2 separate regions of the Ctenopharyngodon idella genome follow, and region 1 is linked to region 2. Evidence: chromatin contacts called from public Hi-C data. All regions are on one chromosome and are shown on one strand. Each heading gives the region's core, a stretch centred on a gene start, on an enhancer-like site or on the middle of the called end of the contact. The rest is flanking DNA. Distances are from core to core; before and after follow the strand shown.

Region 1 (3,193 bases), core at 201-2,700, 150 kb after region 2:
ATGAACTGTTAGTTATGATGAAAGCATTCATGAGAATGCAGAAATTGAGCTGCAATGACGAGATCACAGCATTCATACCCGCAACAGACTGTCTGTCATCGGATACAATGTTCCGATGTAGTAGATCTAAATATAGTGCTATAATCAACACTTTTCACGATTAGTTAATAAGTTAAATAGCTGTAATAGTAAAAACGTAGTACAAGTTTTTGAGAGAGTTCCACATGTAATACATATTTCATATGCCAATCACAGCAATGGGTGTTTACATTAAAGCCTCACAGCAGACACGCCCCTTCAAACAGAGAGCTAAAAATAAGGGGAGAAAATGGCCTTTTATTTCTAAATTATGAAAATTTTTGATGTAAAAATCATACTAGCTCTATAAGTGCACCTCAGGCAAAACTATAAAATAATAAAATTTAAAAACAAGTTCACAATCCCAATCAACTAATCAATAACACAACAGTGGCACAATTGGTTTTATTGATGAAAATGACGAAATACTTACTCCATAGGAATGCGAAACTGTACTGTATCAGGTGGCTGTTCTTTGCCTGGTCTGACCAGGGTCAGGTTGAAGGTGGGTCGGAATATTCTCAGCTGTGGGTTACCCAGCTGGTATAAAGGGTATCTGAACAAATGACAGAAATGACAAATTACATAAAATTTTATATAATATTATATATATATATATATATATATATATATACACACACACACACACACACACACATATATATAGAATTTTTTTTTATATCACACTTTTGGTATAAATATGTATATCTTTATCACACTTTTGGTAATGGTACATCTACCATGGTACTTAAACGATTGCCGTATTCATACCAAAGTATTTCCATGGTACTCAAGCAAACACTTCAAAGAAGAACACTACTATCATGGTACCACGTCTTAAAAATAAACTAGTAGTATTACCCAGATGTGGTGCTCAAAATGAATATAGCATTATCATGAATGATGGCATTATTCTTGTACCGGCATTATATCATGTCCAAAAACATGATATTGTCATGGCACCACGTTCACAAACATAGTATTACCATGGTACCGCGTCTTAAACATGGTATTATCATGGTACACGCCACAAAACATGGTAATACCATGGCACCATGGAAGTGCTTGCACTAGTAGTCCGACAAGTTGAAGTATTGTGTAAATCTGCACAGGTACACATTTTGTAATTTTACTGTTTTTTATACATAAAACATCAGTTTAGATGTGCACCATTAGATAAAATAAACAAACATAAAAACACTTACAATATACGTTTCGCCATGTCCTGTAAATGTTCTAAACGTCTACAAACACATGTGCTGTTTTGATTTTATTCAAGGTCCTCGAGCACTGCTGTGCTGTGAAAACTGCGCGGACAAGAGTCTGTAAATATTCAAAATAAAAGCCCTGTTTTTTCCACACTGTGTTCCAATGCTCTCGTTTATGGACTGGACAATGCTGTTAAAAAAAAACAATTGTGGAGTATTGTAATAGATGAGAGAATAAAATAAATACACGTTTAATATCTACTTCAAACTATGGATTGTGGTTATGAAAACGAGGACAAAAGTCAGTCTAGTTTTAAAGTAAATGTTCATGTTTATATTTTCTTTTTTTTTTTTAATATGCTGTTGGAACTTTTATTTTGATTGAAATGTCAAGACGTCATCTGACGTCGTTTGACCGTTCTCTGCTCCTTCATGTCACATTTCTATTTCCGCCTTATAATGAAAGTTTCCTCTTTAGACATTTAATATATTTCCAGAATCATGTAATATTTTTGTACAGATCTATAGAGATGCGTTCAAAATGTTCGAATTGTTTACTGGAATTGCACTTTAAAAATATTTTGGTTGTGTATAACAAATATTTGTTGTTCTGTCCCCGACTGGAGCTGTCCCTGGAAATGTCCCCGTTTCACAGCCAGTTCAAAACACCCCGAAAACACACAGCAAAAAAAAAAAAAAACAATTGCCCGACAAACATGCTGGTGTAGCGGTTATTTTCACCAACAGAGGGGGCTGCAAACTACACTGATTACTTGGTTGGTCACGCGCCTCTACTTAATCAGGGTAGTCACATAAGTATTCATGCTAATTAAACTGTTTGTATGTACTATTTAACAGGCTTTGAACAGGGTGAATAAATAATGCATAAATAATAAAAAAATAATCAGCTAAACAATTACATTTGCAACAATTACATCTGCGGAAAGCACGTACTTTGTGCTCAAATCGAGGCTATACAAAATAATGGATGGGTCACTCCTACAGTTTGTTGGATTTTATGTCCCCATTAAACATTGCTGCATATTTTATATAGGCCTAAAATGTTAATCAACTTTAAAGCCAGATGGTTTTCTAGATGTAGCCTACCCCATTAACACAAATTCATGTTGTGTGTGTGTAAATATATATATATATATATATATATATATATATATATATTTACACACACACAACAGGGCTGCGTTCAGCCCCGATAAAACGTTGCAAAACGTTTTTTAAACAGAAACGGTGGTGCGTTGAACACCCTGTTCTGATGACGCAAGAGTTGTAACTATGGCAGCTGAGAAGGCCATTCTTTGTATTCTTTTTGAAGAATTTTCAGAGCCTGATGAAGTCAGTATAAATACGTGTTTAATACAGCAAAATACACTCAATGTTACAGTCACTGCCCTTGCTGTCCAGAATAAAAGAGAACACATTTGTAAACGACTTTACTTGGACCTATTGTGCGAGCTGTCTCTTTAATACCGTGTGGTTTATATACATGTTGATGCTGATTGGGCTAACATTTTTGACACACCCACCAAAGAAAACGTATCTCAAACCCGGCTGCACACTGTTTCCAGAAAACATGTCGTTCAACCCGGAAACCGTAGCAAAACGTTGTGCACCGGTTTGAGCTTGAACGTGCCCCAGTTCTTTCTGGTTCTCGAATCTGATTGGCTGATAGCCATGCAATATTTTAGTGATAAGAGCACTCATACCTTTTCACCGTTTTGTATCACTCCGCTTGAAGCGACTGTCATGGCAGCCGAGCAAATCTACTGTAATTTTTGCAAATACTACACTTGTACCACAAACTGTTGTTTTAAAGGTTTTTTAGGCGAGAATGTAGTTGTTTAGACCTGAAATATGTGACTCATATTTAATCATATTGCCTATTTTAC
Region 2 (3,177 bases), core at 358-2,857:
CTCGTGTTTTCCTTATTTAACTACCCTAACAGAATGGAATTTTACTGAAGATAAATTCCAACCCTAAAATGAGTTTTCATGAAATATTCACTGGCCAATCCAATCCACCATTTTTAAAACAAAAACAGCCTACATTAATCTTAATGATCATGACATTTAAAACAAAGAACAATTTGCCATATATAATAAAGTCAAGGCAAGTCAGTTTATTTTCAAATATTCTAGCGCTTATACAAAACATATTGTGTGTGTGTGTGTGTGTGTGTGTATATATATATATATATATATATATATATATATAAATGTATAAATATTATATGATTAATATTATGTATTTAGTTCTTATATTATATATATTATATTATATATAGTTATATATACAGTTTGCATGTATAATGTATATATTTATATTTAATATAGTGTATAAATATTATATGCATTAATATAATGTATTTCTTATATTATATATATATTACATTATATATACAGTTTGCATATATATATATATAATTGTATATATAATGTATAATATATATATATATATATATATATATATTATGCATTAATATTATGTATTTAGTTCTTTTATATATATATATATATATATATATATATATATATATATATATATATATATATTATACTACCGATTTATACAAAACAGATTATTATATATATATATATATATATATATATATATTTAATATTTATGCATTAATATTATGTATGTAGTTCTTATACATATTATATTATATATAATGAATACATATATTATATCATATATAATATATAAATGTATAAATATATAAATTATGTATTATATATATATATATATATATATATATATATATATATATATATATACTGCATATATATATTATTGTGTTTTGGTAAGGCAGTAGACATTTTGGCCCTGCATTATATCAGTTGGAGACTAGTGTCCATGAAGAATAACATCTGCATCAAATAATGGCCCTTATTGCTTTGCCAGGTGATGGATGACATTTCCAAATAATCCAATCAAACCAATTTAAGTTCAATTCAAGTCTAGCTAATTCTTCATTATCTTCTCAGTGCTCTGAATGGGTCAGGCTGTAAAGTGAATTACCATCATTACAGCCACTATTCGCGTGAGGATCGATAAGGCAGGTGGATATCAGAGGAAATGACGGCACAAAGTGTTTCATGTTCTCTCCTTATCATCCGGGCACTTTCCATTGTAAAATTTTACACATCGACTGCCTCTGTCTGCCAAATACTCTGATATCGATGACATGTGCATTTCTGAAATTCTGAACTTTGTCTATTTATTGTTTTATTATACATGTATTTATTTATGAATTGGCTGAGATGGTGTTAAAATAAATTTGGGAAATAACGTTTTAGGCGGCATAATATTTTAGGAAAGCACATTTTCTAACGTCCATTGACCTTTTTGTGATCTGGATTTCTTGGAAAACTGCACCAGGGAACTCGGCTGGACTGCTGGAGAGGATTCACTGACCACCTCGAGCTTTACCTCTCACGGACATGCGCACAAGAGGGGCGGGGGGTGGAGGGGGGTGTTAAGGGGCGGGTTTGGGTATATAATACTTCTCTCACAGAACTTTTGCCTGTCGCCTGATTTTTGGGACAGCTCCACACAACATCCTAACACCAACTGGGGAAACTAAACAGACCTTTTCAACCAAATACAACAAGACCGCATTTTTTTACGTTGTCATGGAGGACCAACTAAAACATCATTCTGTTTGCCATACCTGCTTGAGAACAGACAGCTTCATAAACAAGGTAAAGAAAACCTTTTAACAGCCTTTAGGACATATCTGGAGATGATTGCATTAGTAAGACTCTCTTAATTAATTAGAAAAATATCTAACGTTGTTATTGGCTTGAAAACAAATATCAGAAATTGACACGTTCGGAAAAGGAGAGAGATTTCTTTTGCAACGGATATGTTTTTGACACTCGTAACTGCTAACAGCTCTAAACATCTTGACAGCGTTAAATGTGGAGTACTATAAGGTATTATACAAAATACCATTATGAATTACCGTAAAGCTGATTTGGAAATGTATAGTAAAGCGCTTTACAAACAGAAATGTACTTGACACTTCATTCAGGATACGCGCGCACGGGAACGAAGTTGCGCAAGGGGGCGACAGCACTTTAAATGAGCTGGGTTTAAGGAAATTATATGCTGAGTTGTGAGGAATGAGATAGCTGGGTATATTGAACAGCCTTGCAACTTGTTGAACGTTGTGTAAGAGTGTAAATGAGGAGATAAAAGCTCTTTTCGATTCGGATAATCAATTCATCTGCTAGCGTTAAGCAGATAATTAAAAAGTCGATGCATGCATGTAGAATCCCAGCGATTTTAATGCACTGAAGGACTAGTGACTGATACCAAAGGAAGATCTTTAAGATAATTGATCAGCTGGTCTTTAGACTGTAAAATATCATCTTTTTAGTGAAAAATTAAACGCATTACTACAAAATGCACAATTTTCCAGTATTGCATTTGGTGAATTCAATGCATTGAAGAAGTCTGACCTCTTTTTTGTTGCTTAAACCAACGTGCATGAATAGAAAAAACATGCATGCAAGAATAATTCCAGTGCTTTACATTGCCATACTGGTTTTGACCATGTGATCAAGCAGATGGCTATGCATGCAAACAATGTATTGGATTACTAAATTGAATGCCTCGAGGAAGCTAATAGTTCAGTATTAAGGTATACACAAGATCTTTTTAATACAAAGATCAGCTTTGTACATTAAAAATGAAATGCTAAACTAAAACACATTATCTCCACAGGTCATAAAGATGTACTGGTCCATACGGATGCCCATATGCATACTGTTTTTAACCCTGTCTGCCTTCGAAGTGGCTTCAGCTGAAACGTTATGTGGTGGAGAGCTGGTGGACGCGCTACAGTTTGTGTGCGAAGACAGAGGCTTCTATTTCAGTACGTACATTTGCACATTTTTTTCTTTTTAGTTTGGAAACCCTTCCAATTGTATGTCACGAATGACCAGAGTTACGAGCGAAGTCTCTGCAGATTGTGCTGACTGGGCGCATTCTCTCGCGATATCTGTGATTGCATATGAAAGGGATGCTAAATGAGCCACAATGGCCTGGTTGTTTACTTGCACATTCCGCCAGGGAAAGTAATA

The links. Hi-C and Micro-C count contacts between places; a contact is called where the count stands out from the background.
Region 1: a Hi-C map of muscle shows a contact between it and region 2, with 7 times the contacts expected there. The contact joins the promoter of mrpl23 here to the promoter of igf2b in region 2. A contact is called at or near these places in 2 of 2 Hi-C or Micro-C datasets (both in muscle).

Annotation. Positions count from the first base shown.
Region 1 is chr24:22,296,860-22,300,052 of HZGC01, forward strand. It overlaps mrpl23 (mitochondrial ribosomal protein L23), which reads right to left and starts at 1,451. Exons shown (of 5, transcript XM_051884730.1): 1 at 1,284-1,451; 2 at 512-634. The coding sequence starts at 1,300.
Region 2 is chr24:22,144,116-22,147,292 of HZGC01, forward strand. It overlaps igf2b (insulin-like growth factor 2b), which reads left to right and starts at 1,608. Exons shown (of 4, transcript XM_051884190.1): 1 at 1,608-1,791; 2 at 2,819-2,969. The coding sequence starts at 1,723.